Linked DNA regions of Mus musculus: region 1 is linked to region 2. Evidence: chromatin contacts called from public promoter capture Hi-C data. All regions are on one chromosome and are shown on one strand. The core of a region is the stretch at or near the end of the contact, and the rest is flanking DNA. Distances in the headings are between cores, read along the strand shown.

Evidence for each region. Capture Hi-C pulls out chosen DNA fragments and counts their contacts.
Region 1: a promoter capture Hi-C map of liver shows a contact between it and region 2. The contact joins two enhancer-like sites. A contact is called at or near these places in 1 of 39 promoter capture datasets (hippocampal neurons) and 3 of 9 other capture datasets (adipose tissue, liver and pancreatic islet).

The regions. Positions count from the first base shown.
Region 1 is chr17:26,751,493-26,755,465 of GRCm38.p6, reverse strand. The region is part of intron 4 of Crebrf (CREB3 regulatory factor); the gene reads right to left. Among named protein-coding and RNA genes, the nearest start is that of Bnip1, 28 kb to the left of the region's middle. Within about 2 kb of position 1,810, at least 69 of the 459 cell types and tissues checked have an H3K27ac peak or open chromatin away from gene starts, as enhancers often do. A contact at or near this core is called in adipose tissue and liver, where this site is marked.
Region 2 is chr17:26,594,082-26,597,949 of GRCm38.p6, reverse strand. All of the region lies in intron 1 of Ergic1 (endoplasmic reticulum-golgi intermediate compartment (ERGIC) 1), which reads right to left. Among named protein-coding and RNA genes, the nearest start is that of 1700049J03Rik, 30 kb to the right of the region's middle. Within about 2 kb of position 2,284, at least 148 of the 459 cell types and tissues checked have an H3K27ac peak or open chromatin away from gene starts, as enhancers often do. A contact at or near this core is called in adipose tissue and liver, where this site is marked.

The DNA of each region.
Region 1 (3,973 bases), core at 561-3,060, 160 kb before region 2:
CATGCCACCAGCTGAGGCATTTTTAGTTGGTGCTTGCTCCACAGTAAACTAAGCAAAACATTACTGCTTACAGAGATTACACAACCCCAAACAGAAAGATGCAACCAAAAAAATCTTGTCTCCCTACCAGCACCCATAACCAGTGTTTTACACATCTTGTTCTACCCAGTCCAAAGCATAGGGACAGACTTCATTCCACTTTCTTAAGCAAGCCCCTTTCCCACCATATTTCAGTATGTTCCCTTAGCATCTACCTTTGCTAGTCTGCAGGTGGCAAGACTCGTTTATTCACTCAATGCTCATGGAACTCATTTGATGTTTCTAAGAATTGACTGCCTCAGCTGCACAGAATGACATGATGAGAGGAGCCTGGCACGAATAGCAAAACTGAGCTGGGTCAGCTCTTAGGATTCAGGGAGCCCAGCTTTGGGTCCACATTGCACTATTCTACCTAACTGGTTGAGTGGTCTAAAAGTCTTGCTCACTGTATGCCAAATTCATAGTCACAGCAATGTTTATTTCTTCATCCCACCCAAAACAGGTACTAGATTTACTTCTGTGTTCAATGCTCCCAAGGAGCATTTAGGAGCTGGCAGCTTTCTGACCCAATCTTTTCTACTAGCATGTCCTATAAATTTATTACCTTTCCGCTCCCAACTCACAGAGTGTGTCCAGCCACACACTGTTCAATATAAAGGCCATGGAACCAAGTAAAATGAAAACTGACATGCTTACTCACTGATCTAACATCCACAGCCACTCATTCTTCTCACAAAATTTGCCCAGAGGAACTCTTGTCTATAACAGAAGTCTAACCACCACCACTCAAAATGAATCTGTGGCCAAGTTAAGTTTTACAAAACCATGCTCCTCCATCCCTGGCTGGCCAAGCCACAGAGCACAGAAACATATTAACACACTCTGAAAGAGCCTGCTAGAGTGGTACACGCAGTTAATCCCAGTATTCAGGAGGCAAGAACAGGCAGATTTATTAGTTCAGGGCTAGCCTGGTCTACATAGTGAGTTCCAGGACCCAGGGCTACAGAGAGACCCTGTCTCAAAAAATAAAAATAAAAGCATGACTTTCAGAGGATCTGGGGAGGCTGCTTCATGGTGGAGTAGCTATGGCACACCACGTGGAAGGCTGAAGGCTCAATCCCCACCACTACAATGGGAGGGAAGAATGACTGAAAAATCCCAAGAGCAAATACATCTGTTCAACTCTAAATTCTGTTAAGGCAAGGATTCCATTAATTTACATATAATTAATACCTAATATATGCAATGCCTAACATAAAAGATACTAAAACATGTTTTGATAAATGATTTCTTGATTCTCTTCTTGACCCTGCTTCTCTTTTGTTGATATACTGCCATAATTATCTAACTCATTTCTTGTTGACATGATTAAATTAGGATAGGATAGGATATATAGTGTAGTTCACTATATATCCTGGCACTTGGGAAGTAGAGGTGAGAGGATCAGGAGTTCAAAGTCAACTGAAGGTATATATCAAATCTAGGCCAGCCTGAACTACAGTAGATCTCGTGCCTCAAAAAAACCAAACAATGACAACAAAAAGAAAGTAAGAATGCCATATTTACAAAACATCCAGCCACACAGCTATGGTCTGAACAGACTACAAGCAAAGTCAACTGTGAAAAACATTCATGAGAATTAAAAAATAACCTCTCATTTTTAAGGAAGTGAGTTCTTGTTCTTGAACCATGCAATCTAACAACCCGAACCAGTTGTAGCCAGTCTACAGAATAGGCTCTATTAGCACTCGGCAGTTGGTTCAGAAGAGAAACTGAAACTTGATTTTTGCACCTCTCCTGGAACTTTGCAAGATCATCAACTGCATAGCCATTTGCCAAGAAACAGAATTTCAGGAGCTGGTCATCACAAAAGGATCTTTGTAAACCACTCACTCAACCCCAGACTACTGCTCTGACAGGAGTATAACTAGCCTTATTTTATTGATTCAAAAAATGTCTTCCTATTTCTCAGCCACAATTTCCTTTTGCACCCCTCAAGTTGGTTTAAATCTTTCTTTCAAGAAAAGAAATAATTTGTATCCCCCCAAAAAATTTAAAGCCCAAATAAGTTCTACAAAATTGTGTTAATTTATGGTGCAAGTATGTCATTCACTAACATTTAGAATACTGCACAAGTAATCCTAACCCAAAGCTTCACTTCAAGTCAAGTGAAAGTGAATGAATTTAGATGGCATATTCATTCATTAAGACATTAAGCAGCATTATCACTTAGATCCAGGAAGAGCACCAGATTACACTAAATACCTTCTAATACATAAAGCCACTGCCTAGCTGCTCAAGGAGAAAACGCTATGGAAGAAAAGGAAAGAGGATATGGCTAGACAGACTTAAAAACGTGTAGTCGCTGTATAAATCAAAATTCTGAGAAGATGGAAATGGTGTCATGGAGACTGAGTTTTCTTGAATTCACCTATGTGATCTCAAAAAACTAAAAATGTAAATCAAATATGGTGGGCATCCCAGCATAATCTGTTAGAAGAATCTCTGGGTAATAAACTGGGAAAAGCTAGATGCCAGCTGTTTGAAGATGTGGATGGGAGCTACACATCCAGAGTCTAATAGTAAGGAAAACAGAAATGTATAAAGCAAAGGAGGACCTTTCTGATCTGCCCCTTACAATGGAAGTGGTGTCTAGACACAGTCTTCCATAAAGACCCTTATGGGGCAGGGCACACACCTGCTGATCCCTCAGATACTATGAATCCCAGAAAGGCCACAATCCAAGATAAGGAAGAATTTTTCCTGACCAGCAAGTTTGATCTTTGCTGGTAAGCAACTACAAGAGTGATGTGCTTTGTCTGACACAACGTTCAAAGGAGTCCAGCTTCACCTTTTGTTGAGACTTGTGGTGGTGCTAAAGGGAAGAGGAAGCCACACACTACTAAAAAGGATAAGTTGACTCTACTGAAATGAAAAGAAAAAAACCACACAAGACAAAAACAGTAACAACAAAAACTTGCCAACCCATACTCTTGTAAAACACAGGAAAAGCATTACTAGGCTGTGTGCTGAAATCTGGCAAGCAGACTAAAACTGACTAACAAAGTCTGCATCAGAACCATGAAGTATTCAACAACATGGCTAGAGACAGAGTTGGCAAAGAAACATAAAGATGTAAGTTCCAAGCAGCCTTGAACACTGGAAGAACTGTGACCTTAACTGTGAAGAACAACTTAAGAGTTTAACATGGGAACAAAACACCCATGGAAGGAGTTACAGAAACAAAGTTTGGAGCTGAGATGAAAGGATGGACCATGTAGAGACTGCCATATCCAGGGATCCACCCCATAATCAGCATCCAAACGCTGACACCATTGCATATACTAGCAAGATTTTATCGAAAGGACCCAGATGTAGCTGTCTCTTGTGAGACTATGCCGGGGCCTAGCAAACACAGAAGTGGATGCTCACAGTCAGCTAATGGATGGATCACAGGGCTCCCAATGGAGGAGCTAGAGAAAGTACCCAAGGAGCTAAAGGGATCTTCAACCCTATAGGTGGAACAACATTATGAACTAACCAGTACCCCTGAGCTCTTGACTCTAGCTGCATATGTATCAAAAGATGGCCTAGTCGGCCATCACTGGAAAGAGAGGACCATTGGACACGCAGACTTTGTGTGCCCCGGTACAGGGGAACGCCAGGGCCAAAGGGGGGGAGTGGGTGGGTAGGGGAGTGGGGGTGGGTGGGTAAGGGGGACTTTTGGTATAGCATTGGAAATGTAAATGAGCTAAATACCTAATAAAAAATGGGAAAAAAAAAAAAAAAAGAATCAAAAAAAAAAAAAAAAAAAAAAGAGTTTAACAGACATCTGGACAAGCAGGAAGGACCATTGAGAATTGAGGTTGCGAGCAGCAATCAGGGGAGACTGCATTCAGACACTATACCCCATCAAGCTCTTCCCTTTATATTT
Region 2 (3,868 bases), core at 1,035-3,534:
TCTTACTTCCGTGCATCAGTGGGACAACTTGGGCACGTGTTTCCCCACCCCCACCCCACCCTCTGCAGTCTCCCTGCCCACAGGACACCCTGTGAGTCCCTGAAACCAGGTACCCTTTCCTAAGCATAGCTCTGAGAAATTGAATTTATAAAGCAGCCACAGGAAGACGCCAGCAGCAATGAACAGAATGTTATAACATTATACTGTCACTGTTCATGAGTTTTAGTGCCATTATTAAAAATATAATGGTTAACTGCAACAGACCCCGTGATACCACGACACTGAGTCAGATGACTAGGGTGACCACTAAGTGATAGTGGGCTGTCAGTACACGGGTGAATGCTCTAGACAGAGGGACACTCAGACTTTAGGGTGACAGATTCATTATGCTACTTGGGACTTGTTTAAAACACGAATCACGGCTACAATTTTCCAATCAATATTTCTGAACCAATAACAACCTTCTGTAAACAAAACTTCCTGTATCTGGAGTGTGCGGTAGCATGGCTCACTCTCTCACCTAGGCCTGCATTCCAACATCACCTTCCGGGAAGGCAGCCACCGCTCTGTGTCACTCCTCTCCACTCTTTTCTTCCCTCTCTGCTTGCAGTTACATGTGTACTGCCTGACTCCACCGCTGGGCTACACTGTGAGACCCAGATCCTCAGGCACCCCACAGAGGCCCCGAGAGACAAGTGCAAGGTGGGTGGAGGGGTGGCACACCTCCAAGTGGGGTCCATACACACTCCCTCAGAATCTTCCAGGAAACCATCAGATTCTCAGATGCTGGGCTTGACTGCAAGGTGGGCTGAGGGTCACTAAGTGCTGTTCAGGAGGGGCTCAGGCATTTGAGATAGCACACACCCATTTCTGAGAACAACAGACACCCACCTTCATAAGACCTTCAGCCTAAACCCACCTGAGTTACCCTAGTCAACAGTCGGATATGGGAGGGGCCTAGGGTACACACACACACACACACACACTCCCACCTCCTGGGCCAGGTACTACTACTTAGACACCTGATTGTTTCTATCTTGCTTAATCCTGCCCACCACCCAGGGAACACCATTAACAAATGCAGGAGGTTCACAGAAGCCAAATCACTTGTCTAGGCTCACAGAATCTGAATGGGGACTGGAGCCTGACGAGGAACCAAAGCGATAATTTTTCCCAACCACACCCTAACTGTTTTCACCCCTCCAGGGCCTTCACTGCCCCTGCTCAGCATGGTCCTCCTGTACCCTTACAGAACCTGTGCTAACAGAAAGCTGTGAGCATTTGGTGGGTGAATGAAGGAGAAAGAGTACCCCAGAGCGGCAGAACCACAATGCTGTACTGCCTGGAGACCCAGGCAGTACAGAGCTGGCAAGCGGCCCGAACCCCCACCTGTCTCCCAGCCTGTAACAGTCAGATTAGCTCAGACCCTGGAAGTAGAAAGACACCTGGGGCTTGGCCTGGATTCAGGTTTCCTGCTGGTGAACAGGAATCCCCTGAAGTGAAACAGGATGCTCTCCTGAGCCCCACACCCCCTGGACAGACGCTATAAATGGAAATGTATTCTTAGAGGGAGAGAACATGAGCGAGGGCTTTCAAAAGTGACCCATCATGGGGTAAAAATACAGCAGCATTTAAATGCTGAGCAGGGAGCGCTATTCCTGGACTAGATTCTCATGCTTGTGGCTTCCTGCCAGGGGCGGGCTTCCAACAGGTTTAAAACCAACAAACAGGGGCTGGATGGTGGGGCCTGGGGATAGTATTTCTCATACTCAGGAGGGCACTGGGGAGGGTAGCCTGTAGGAATAGCTTCGGAAGGTGCCCTTGAGTGGAGTCTGCACGTCCTTTGGGTCTGTCACTGGGCTCAGTGTTGCTGAGAAAACCTTTGGACAGCATTCTGTGATCTTGGGAAGTAACTGAAGGGCGAGTCTGGCTGGGTCTGGATAAAAAGACCAGATGAAGGTTTTAACCTGGAAGTGAATGACGTCTACTGAGCTTGAGTCTTAACTCATATTGCCTCATCTGATCTTCAAAACTAGATGGCAATTCAAGGCACAAAAAAAAAACAGACTTAGCCCTATTTCTAATAAGAGTAAGGCTTAGAAAACCCAGAGAAGAAGACACTCAGATGGAGATCCTGATTCTAGAAAGACAAGAAGAAACAAGTCTGGAGAAAAGAGTGGGAGGAGCCACGGGCACAGGGCAGTTCCTGGAAAGGCTCACGGTCACTCAGTGAGCTGGGGTCAGCCTTCACAGCTGGGATGGTTGACTGTGGGGCCTGGCAGGAAACTGTGAACTTGAAAAATTTGCCCATCACATTACTGTGAGGAGACTTCTCACAATCCTCTGTGGTGGGGCCCAGAGAAGGAAGGAAGGAAGGAAGGAAGGAAGTGGGCTGCACAGGCCTGGCTGCCGGTTCTGGAGAGCTCTTTCCTATGAGGGTGGCTAGCAATGTCCACTTCCTGGGACAGGCTGGTTATCTGTGAGAAAATGAAGATAGCTAGGCTGTGTCTCAGGAGGCCTGGTTGGTCTGCCCTTCTCTCTGTCCCATGGTGCCACCTATACTCTTGTCTCTGGAAGACCCTCAGGCCTTTCTACATGGCTGGCTGTGCCCTCTGCACCCCATCTGCGCTCTCTCTCTCTCCTATCTGCCTTTCTTCCACATTACTGAGTAGCTGCTATGGACCCGGCACAGGGCTGGGTGCTGGGAATACAGCGATGTCACCTTCCTGCCTTCGAGTCATCTGAGCTCTGGTGAGAAAGACAACAATCAGATATGAACACACGTCAGCACTGGTAAGCGTTTGAAGAAAAAGGACACAGTGCAGGAGTGAGGAGAGAGGTGCCTGCTAAGTCTGACAAGGAGTCAAATAATAGAGACCCGGATTACACAGGCCAACAGCCAAGTGCATATCTAAGGAGAACATTCTAGGCAGCAAGGACAGCAAGACCAAAGGCCCAGTGGCCAGCACACACCTGGAAGGTTCCTGCAATGCAGGGAGGCAGACTCAGGTGGAACGGGAGGAACAGACTAATGTCCAAGGTAGTTCTTCAAAACTCAGCTCACACATTCCTCCTGCAGCTGAAGCCAGCTGACCCGCCTGTCCCTTCTGATGCAGCCCCAGCCCTGTCATCACCTTCACTATGTAGTCATTAAACCCGTGTATTGTGTTCAGGAATGAACAGCATAGCCTTATGTTGTCTTACTTAAACTGGTGGTGGTATCTCATCCTCAAAGCTATGGACTGTAGCTGTCTTCAGACACCCAGAAGAAGGCATCCGATTCCATTACAGATGGTTGTGAGCCACCATGTGGTTGCTGGGAATTGAACTCAGGACCTCTGGAAGGGCAGTCAGTGCTCTTAACTGCTGTGCCACCTCTCCAGCACACACACACACACACACACACACACACACACACACACACACACACACACACACACACCTGGCCCCCCAGCAGTCTTGAAGTAGGAATATCATCTTGAAGCAACTAACGGCCTACTGAGCCACATGTGCCTGGGAACGTACAGAGCTCTGAGTGTTGGAGCCTGGCAGTTTCCGGCCCTGCTGGCAGTGACAGTCACAGATAGCATCAATGTAAGCAGGCCAGTCACTACAGCCTGCACTTACCTCCACAGCTTCCGGCTCACCTGGCTCTGGCTCTGAAGAAAACCATACGGGAAACCAGAAGCCTAGTGCTAATTCCCCAGAGAAGCGTTTAGAGAGGAGAGTAATCTTCCCTCTAGAAACATCAAGCCAACCACACCTCACGTCTCCAAAGTAGAGCATATAGAATAAGGCTCCAGAGGTCCTGGTCATGGAGAAATGGGCCAGGCAGGCCCTGAAGTGACTGGAGAGGCCCTAGAATTGT